Linked DNA regions of Oryctolagus cuniculus: region 1 is linked to region 2. The links are chromatin contacts, called in public Micro-C maps. All regions are on one chromosome and are shown on one strand. The core of a region is the stretch at or near the end of the contact, and the rest is flanking DNA. Distances in the headings are between cores, read along the strand shown. Region 1 holds the start of AP4E1 (adaptor related protein complex 4 subunit epsilon 1). Region 2 holds the start of USP8 (ubiquitin specific peptidase 8).

Region 1 (3,464 bases), core at 686-3,185, 520 kb after region 2:
GTGCAGAAAAGGGAACCCCTGCATACTCTTAGTGGAAATGTTAGTTCAGCCACTGGAAAACAATACCGAGGTTCCTGGAGAAATTAAAAGTAGAACTACCATATGATCCAGCAATCCCACTACAGGGTATCTATCCAAAGGAAACTAAATAAGTCTGTTGAGGAAACATCAGCACTCCCACGTTTACTGCAGTATTGTTCACAATAGCCAAGAAATTGAAACAACCTAAATGTCCATCAACGGATGGATAAAGAAAATGTGGTAGAAATACACAATGGCATGCTACTCATGAATGGAACTGTTGGTTATCATGTTAAATGAAATAATCCAGGCACCAAATGACAAGCACTACATGATCCCACTCCTATGTGGAATCTAATAAAAGCAGATCTCATAGAAGTTGGGGTATAATGTTGATTCCTAGAAGCTGAGGAGAGCAGGCTGGAGGGAGGGACAGGGAAAGACTGGTTAACAGGTACTAAGTCATAGGTAGGAGAAAGAAGTCTGGTGTTTTATTGCACAGTAGGGAGACTACAGATAATGATGATGTACTGTATACATATATATATTTTTAAAAGGCCACAAGAAAGGATTTTGAAGTGTTTTCACCATAAAGAAATGATAGATGTTTGAAGACATAGCTGTTTACTCTGATTTGAACATTATACATTATATCAAAACATGGCACTTCATAAATACAATTTTTACATGCCAATGAAAAATAAAAAAAAGTTGATTGTTGATCCTTGAACTGATTATTGAAAGGCCCCAAGGTCACAGGTGGAGAAAACAGTGAAGACCTGAGAACAAACAGCCAGGAAGCTTGTGAGAGTTTGAAGAAAGTGGAGAGAGGAGCTCAGCAAAACCCAACTCTTTCATTCTTTCTTCTATGCACTGTTTCTCTCCCCTCTTACACGTGTAGGGGAAGCTCTGTTAGGGAGGGCTTTCATTATTTTATCTGCAAGCAGGCCATCAAGTGACTTGATAGCACACCATCGGTCTTAATTTTAATTTAAAAAGATTCTATAAAAGATTCTATAAAGTACGAGACTCCTCAAGCACATATTTCACCGGCTAGCAGCGTAATCTCAGGTCATCTAGCCTCTTGAAAACGCTGCACACTACTGAGAAGATGAGAGTGGAAACAGCAAATACGATGCAAGTCATATTACGACAGCATTTTAACTTGCTGGATCCCGTGAGTTTCAGGGAGCCTCCGAGGTCACCAGACCACGCTGTGAGCAGCTCAGTACTACTTTCTGATCTAGGTAGGAGGGAAGAGGTAGCCTCTCTCCACATGGCCAAGTGGAAAAGAACCGAGTGTTGTGAGACACGCAGTGGGTGGCACACGCAGCTCGTTCCGTGCTTGCCTGGCCGGCGACGCAGCTCCAGGGAAGCGAACTTGAACCTGCACCAGCTGGACAGGGGTCGGAATGAGTGGCACTGTCCACTTCTCCCAGAGGAGCCGCGGGCTGGAAGCGATCACGGGTGGGAGCACTGACCGCGGCCGCTGAACTGGGCACCACGAGAGGGCCAGCCCGGTAACGGGGCCCCGGGGGAAGCCGCAGCTCCGGTGCAGCAGCGGGAGGTGGGCGGGCGGGTCGCCCGGGGCCCGCAGCCAGGCCGGCTGAGTGCGGGGAGTCCCTGAGAAGTCGAGGCCGGGAAGGCGCGCTTATCGACGCGTTCCAGGCGGCGCGGGAAAGGGAGACCTTGAGGGTACGAAGCAGAGGGACGAACCCGAGCGGCTTCCTCAGAACTCACAGTTGCTGGGTGACCTGTCCCCGGGTTGCTATGGAAACCGGCAGCGGGGACGCCTCCACGCCTCCACCGGAAGTGCGCCGCGGCGCGTTCTTACGAGTCAGCGGCTTCTAGCGCCTCTCGCGGCCACTCTGGAGAACGACACTGTGTCTGTTCGCGCTGGACGCGAATAAAGATTTCTCCTTCAAAAAGCAGGAAGTAACTACGGAGCCCGGGGCGGCGGCGCCTGCGGAGGCCCTCGGGCATGAAGTCGGGCGGCGACGCGAACGCTGGCGGCGGCGGCGGCGATGAGCGACATTGTGGAGAAGACGCTGACGGCGCTGCCGGGTCTCTTTCTGCAGAACCAGGCGGGTGGCGGGCCCGCGGCTGCCAAGGCGCCCTTCTCCTCGCGGCTGGGCGGCCTGGTCCGCAGCATCACTGCCCTCACTTCCAAACACGTAGGTGCCGGCAGGCGGGGAGGTGGGGGGCGCGGGGATGAAGGCCCCTGCGCCGGGAGGCCCTGGCTGGGCAGCGAGACTCCGGGACCCCGTGGGCAGGCCTTCTGGAAGGGGTTTGGGGGCTGCTTGTGTGTGTGTCTGTCCGGACTCTTCATTTTCTTGCCCGGACTGACAGCTGGAAGTCTGAGTTTCCACAGTTGGCTTCGACACTGACTCATGGGGATCTGGGACGGATGTCTGTAACCTTTGACCCTCCGCACGTTTTCCCAAAGATGAAGGGGGAATGTACCGATGCATCTTCCGTAGTTGGCGTTGAGGATTACAGGAGGTGTCCGGAGTGTGAAAATACTCAGTGCGGTGGGACTGCCGGCCACTAATCCACCTCCTACGAAGTTTCTTTCTCTACTCAAGTTCTTCCCCTTCCCCAGGCCTTTCAGCTGCTTCTGTCACTCATGTTCGTGGACAGATCCTGCCATTGAGCCTGCTGTCGAGTATATTTGGGGAGCTCGAAGTTCTTAAGTCAGACCGAGGGGTTGGGCAAAGAAAAAACGTAATTCTTCCCCAAATGTAAAATTTGCTGAGTAAGTCTCTGCTTCAGATGGGCTTTGGAAATGAGCGGTGTATAATAGAAGTTTGTGTATGTGTGTGTGTTTTTAAAGATTTAATTTTATTTCAAAGGCAGAGTTATAGAGAGAGGGGGAGATACAAAGAGATATCTTTCATCTGCTGGTTCACTCCCCAAATGGCTGTAACAGCCCGGGTTGGACCAGGCTGAAGCCAAGAGCTTCATCTGGTCTCCCACGTAGGTGCAGGGGCCCAGGCACTTGGACCATCTTCCACTGCTTTCCCAGACCATTAGCAGGGAGCTGGATCGGAAGTGGAGCTGCTGAGACTTACACTAGCACCCATATGGGATACTGACATTGCAGGCCGCAGCCTAACCCGTCCTCCACAACTCTGGTCTCTATAGTTGTGTGATCCTGACCCAAAGTTTCAAGGAGTTGCAATCCTAAAAATGTATTCTATGTCATAAATTGCCTAACAGATGTTTATGGAGCAACTATTTAACTAGAAGTTCTTGAGGAAAATAAAATAAAAGACATTCCCTTCTTCCAAGGATTTGGTCATCCATTTTGGGCATAAGACTAGTGACAGCACAATTATGATGCAGTGTCAGGAGAGGAGAAAAGAGAAGAGAAACAAAGTACCCTCAAAGTTACAAGAAGTTTTTTCTTTTGGAAGCTGAAATAAGGTGATGTTATGCTCCAA
Region 2 (3,502 bases), core at 205-2,704:
AATGCAGATTTAAGAGCCTGTCTTCTATGAAACCTGACATTAAAAGATTTGCAGAAATGCATATCACTGTTGCTAATGTGTCATTTACGTTTGCAAAAGCAATACCTACGTCGGAAAGAAAAATTATAAGAAAGGGAAAATTGCCTGTAGTTTCCTGAAATTCAAAGGCTGAACTCGAAAGTGGAAGCGTCAAAGCTGATGGTTGTTATGATCTGGGTGGGTCTTTACGTAAGATAAACTATCTGCAAGAAAAAAAAAATTCTCACCACTAACTTCTGCATAAGAAATTAAGAGTTCATCTTTACTTCTGGGATAGCAAAGCACTTCGGAAGGGTCATTTACGGCCTCCATCAAGCTTGTTTTCGAGAAAAAGCGTACTTCAGAAAGTAACTTGCCCAGAACCACACAGCAAGCCAGTGTCCAGAGACAGAATTTTAAAAAAGAGTTCCACATTACCAAGCTCCCCGTCAAAGCACTGTGGTCACTGCCCCTCCTGGGAACAGACGTGTGCTCGCCACAGTCCAACCGGGCTTAAAACAAGAGCACGAACACGGAAAACAAGATGAAAGTGGGAAAAACACACACACAAAGCAGGCCTCTACCACTCCCCGCGGTTTCGGTTTTCACGATGCGCCCCGGAGGTTAGGCACGCTGATTCAACACAGTTGGAGCGCTTCAAGCAGGCACACTTGAGCACACACTGATTAACTGTGCCCAGGCAGAGATGACCTGGCAAAATTCTCAACTTCTTTCCCGAAGCCGTGCACCCGCAGGTCCCAGGGCGAAGTCTCCGGGGGCACAAGTCCCGAGCATTCGGAACCGCAGGCTTCGTCCCCTCGGGACTCGAGTCGCCGCGGCGGGGCTGCGCGGGACGGGCCGGGCTCTCCCGTTAACCCCGTCCGGGCCGGCCGCTCCCACCGCGGCCCCGCTCGGCTCCCGCGGCACAGCGCGCCCAGGGCCCGGTTCGCCCCTTCTCCCCGTTCCGGACGACTCAGCGGGGCCATCAGGCCGCCCAGACAAAGGGGCGGGCGGCGCCGGGGGCGGCGGGCGCAGAGACCGGGCCGCGCCTGCCTCCGTCCCACCCTCTCTCCCTCCCGGCGCCCGCCGAGCCCACCGCGGCCGCGGCGCGACCCCACCGGCGCCCCGGGGCCTCCGCTCGGGACCGGCCCTGCCGAGAGAGCGGAGGGAGGCCGCCGCACGCCGGGGCCGAGGAGGGGGCGGCGGCCGCCACCATGTCTGCCCGCCCCTCCCAGAAGCGGGGTGCTCAGCGGACAAAGCGCGGCGGCGGCGCGGGCGGAGCGGGCGGCCAGGCCGACCCCGCCGACCCCCGCGGAATACGCGGGGCCAGGAGCCCCGGAAACCCGGCGCCTTAATGCAATAAACAGGAAATCGCGGGGATGATCTGGGTTCCGGGGGAAGTGGAATTATTTTTTACCAGCGAAGAGATCAACTTCCACATCCGGTGGTAACAGGGCCCTACACAGACCCGCACTGACCTGGAAAAGCTTCGGGAGCGGCGACGGGGGAGCAGCAGGAGGTGGTGCGGGGACCCGAGGCGCCTTGGACCCGGCCGGGCTGACGCTACCCCGCTACACACAAAGCGCTTCAGCTGCACGGGGCGCTATTTTCCGAAAATGCCGCGTCTGGTCGGCGCCCAAAATCCCCACCGAAAAGTCCCCCGTGCTGCGCGCGGAGGAACACATGGTGTGCGAGTGAGTCAAAGCTCCCAGCATCCCTCCCGGACCCGGCCCTCCTCGGCCCTCGCCCGAAGCTTCTCCGCCCTTGCCGTAGTGAGCCGATCCCCGCTCCCGCCCACCGCGCGACCCCATCCCCGGCGGGAGACAAGGGGCGACAGGGTCTGCTTTCTGTTTTTCACGGGGGAGAGGGGGAAATGTGTCATTTGTAGCGCTTCGGCCACACAAAGAAAGCGGCGGAATGATCCGCTCTGGGCGACCGCAAGTCCCGGCTCGCCCGGCGCCTGCGCGGCAGCGGGGGTGGGCGCTGCGGCCGGCCATGTGCGCGGCGGAGCGGCTGGGCCGCGCCGCGGCCTTCCCGCCTCTTTCTGCGGTGTGTTGGGCGCTGAGCGCACCGAGGTGCGGGAGCTGCGCTTCGTGTCTCTGCGGAGCCGGAAACTGCGGCTTCGTTGGCTGTTCAGCTTCCCCGCTGAACCGCCGACCAGAGTGCTGGGAGACGGAAGGGCGGCCGGGAGGTTAGCGTTTACCGTCAAGTTGCTGTAGAGTGTCCCGGGCAGACTGGAACTCGAGTCGCGGTGGAGGTACCGAGTCCTAGGGACGAAGGGGATTCGTTTCCACGTCGCGTGAACGGAGCCGTCACGTTGATGGCCAAAGATGTCCATATTTCTACAGCTGTTTTTATTCTTTCTTTCTAGTGGTGCCTCAGATCTCCGGAGACTTAATAAGTGCCCACCGCGTCCCTTTGCATTAATGTCACCTACTATGAGGTAGAGATGTGTTTTTCCGTGACTGGGATGATTTTTTTTTTTTTTTTGGTGTGTTGTATTATGAAAGTCGCATAAGTTTATTTGGAGATGGTGATTTGCAAAAAAGAGGCTTAGGAGTTTAATAGTTTACATGTGATTTGCTAAGGAATCCAACACACCGTTCTTTGCCTAGGAATGGCTTTCCCAACCTACTTAATCACCCCGCAGCTTTTGCCATTCTGTAGGCAGGAGTGCGAATCTCAGAGACAGCACCGAAGAGTTCTGATCCAGGAATTTTTATCCAGGTCGAGAAGCTTGGTTGAAATCCACATTGTCCACTGATTTTTGTGTGGCCTCAAGATGAGCAATCTTTTTCCACTTACCCTTTTGTAATAGTGATGTAGTAAAGATTTGTAACCTTTGTGTAACTTATTAAAGTTTTGTGTTTAAAGTAGAAGAAAAATAAGTGGCATGGGAGCCATAGTCCATTTTACGTTAATATTTTGCATTGCTTCTGTTGGTAGAAATTTGCCAAAATGGTGATGTCATGCTTTTCTTTAACATTGAGTGTATTTGATGTAACACTCAGGTAGGAACACCATAGAATCTTGCCTCTTGTTGTTCTTAGGATGCAGACAGTAAGTGGGCATCATCAGTAATGCAAGGAATAACTCCCTCGTGACCAGGGCGGGAGTCATGGAATGGCATGGGAGGAGCAACCTCTCTCATAAAGAAACAGGGGGATCTTTCCAGATGAAGGCAGCAGTAGGTAGAAAGGCTGTAGGCAGACACGAAGATGGTTAGGTGAGGAATACATTGTTGCCTCGGGAGCGCCTGGAAATGACCTTCTAGAGGTCTAGAGAAGGCCAGGAAAAGTCTTTGAAAGATGTTTCACTACCAGTGTCAGGAGGTCAGAGCTGCATTGTAGGGGGATAGCTGTTAAGCAGAAATCCAAGGCCAGGAGAGCTGTTTGAAGAAAACAGTACTTGGCCTGAGGTAGTGGCAAATGGGGGGGGGGAGAATGGCCAGAGTGGTTGCTGGGTTTGGAAATTTGGTTGACTG

The links. Hi-C and Micro-C count contacts between places; a contact is called where the count stands out from the background.
Region 1: a contact with region 2 is called in a Micro-C map of ear pinna, with 6 times the contacts expected there. The contact joins the promoter of AP4E1 here to the promoter of USP8 in region 2. A contact is called at or near these places in 2 of 6 Hi-C or Micro-C datasets (ear pinna and skin fibroblasts).

The regions. Positions count from the first base shown.
Region 1 is chr12:73,655,601-73,659,064 of mOryCun1.1, forward strand. It overlaps AP4E1 (adaptor related protein complex 4 subunit epsilon 1), which reads left to right and starts at 1,936. Exons shown (of 20, transcript XM_070054202.1): 1 at 1,936-2,195. The coding sequence starts at 2,046. LOC138844685 (a long non-coding RNA gene) reads right to left here and starts at 1,508. Exons shown (of 2, transcript XR_011380908.1): 1 at 1,371-1,508; 2 at 650-800.
Region 2 is chr12:73,131,567-73,135,068 of mOryCun1.1, forward strand. USP8 (ubiquitin specific peptidase 8) reads left to right here and starts at 1,455. Exons shown (of 20, transcript XM_070054175.1): 1 at 1,455-1,712; 2 at 2,390-2,461. It overlaps GABPB1 (GA binding protein transcription factor subunit beta 1), which reads right to left and starts at 2,419. Exons shown (of 9, transcript XM_051822016.2): 1 at 2,222-2,419. The coding sequence starts at 2,356.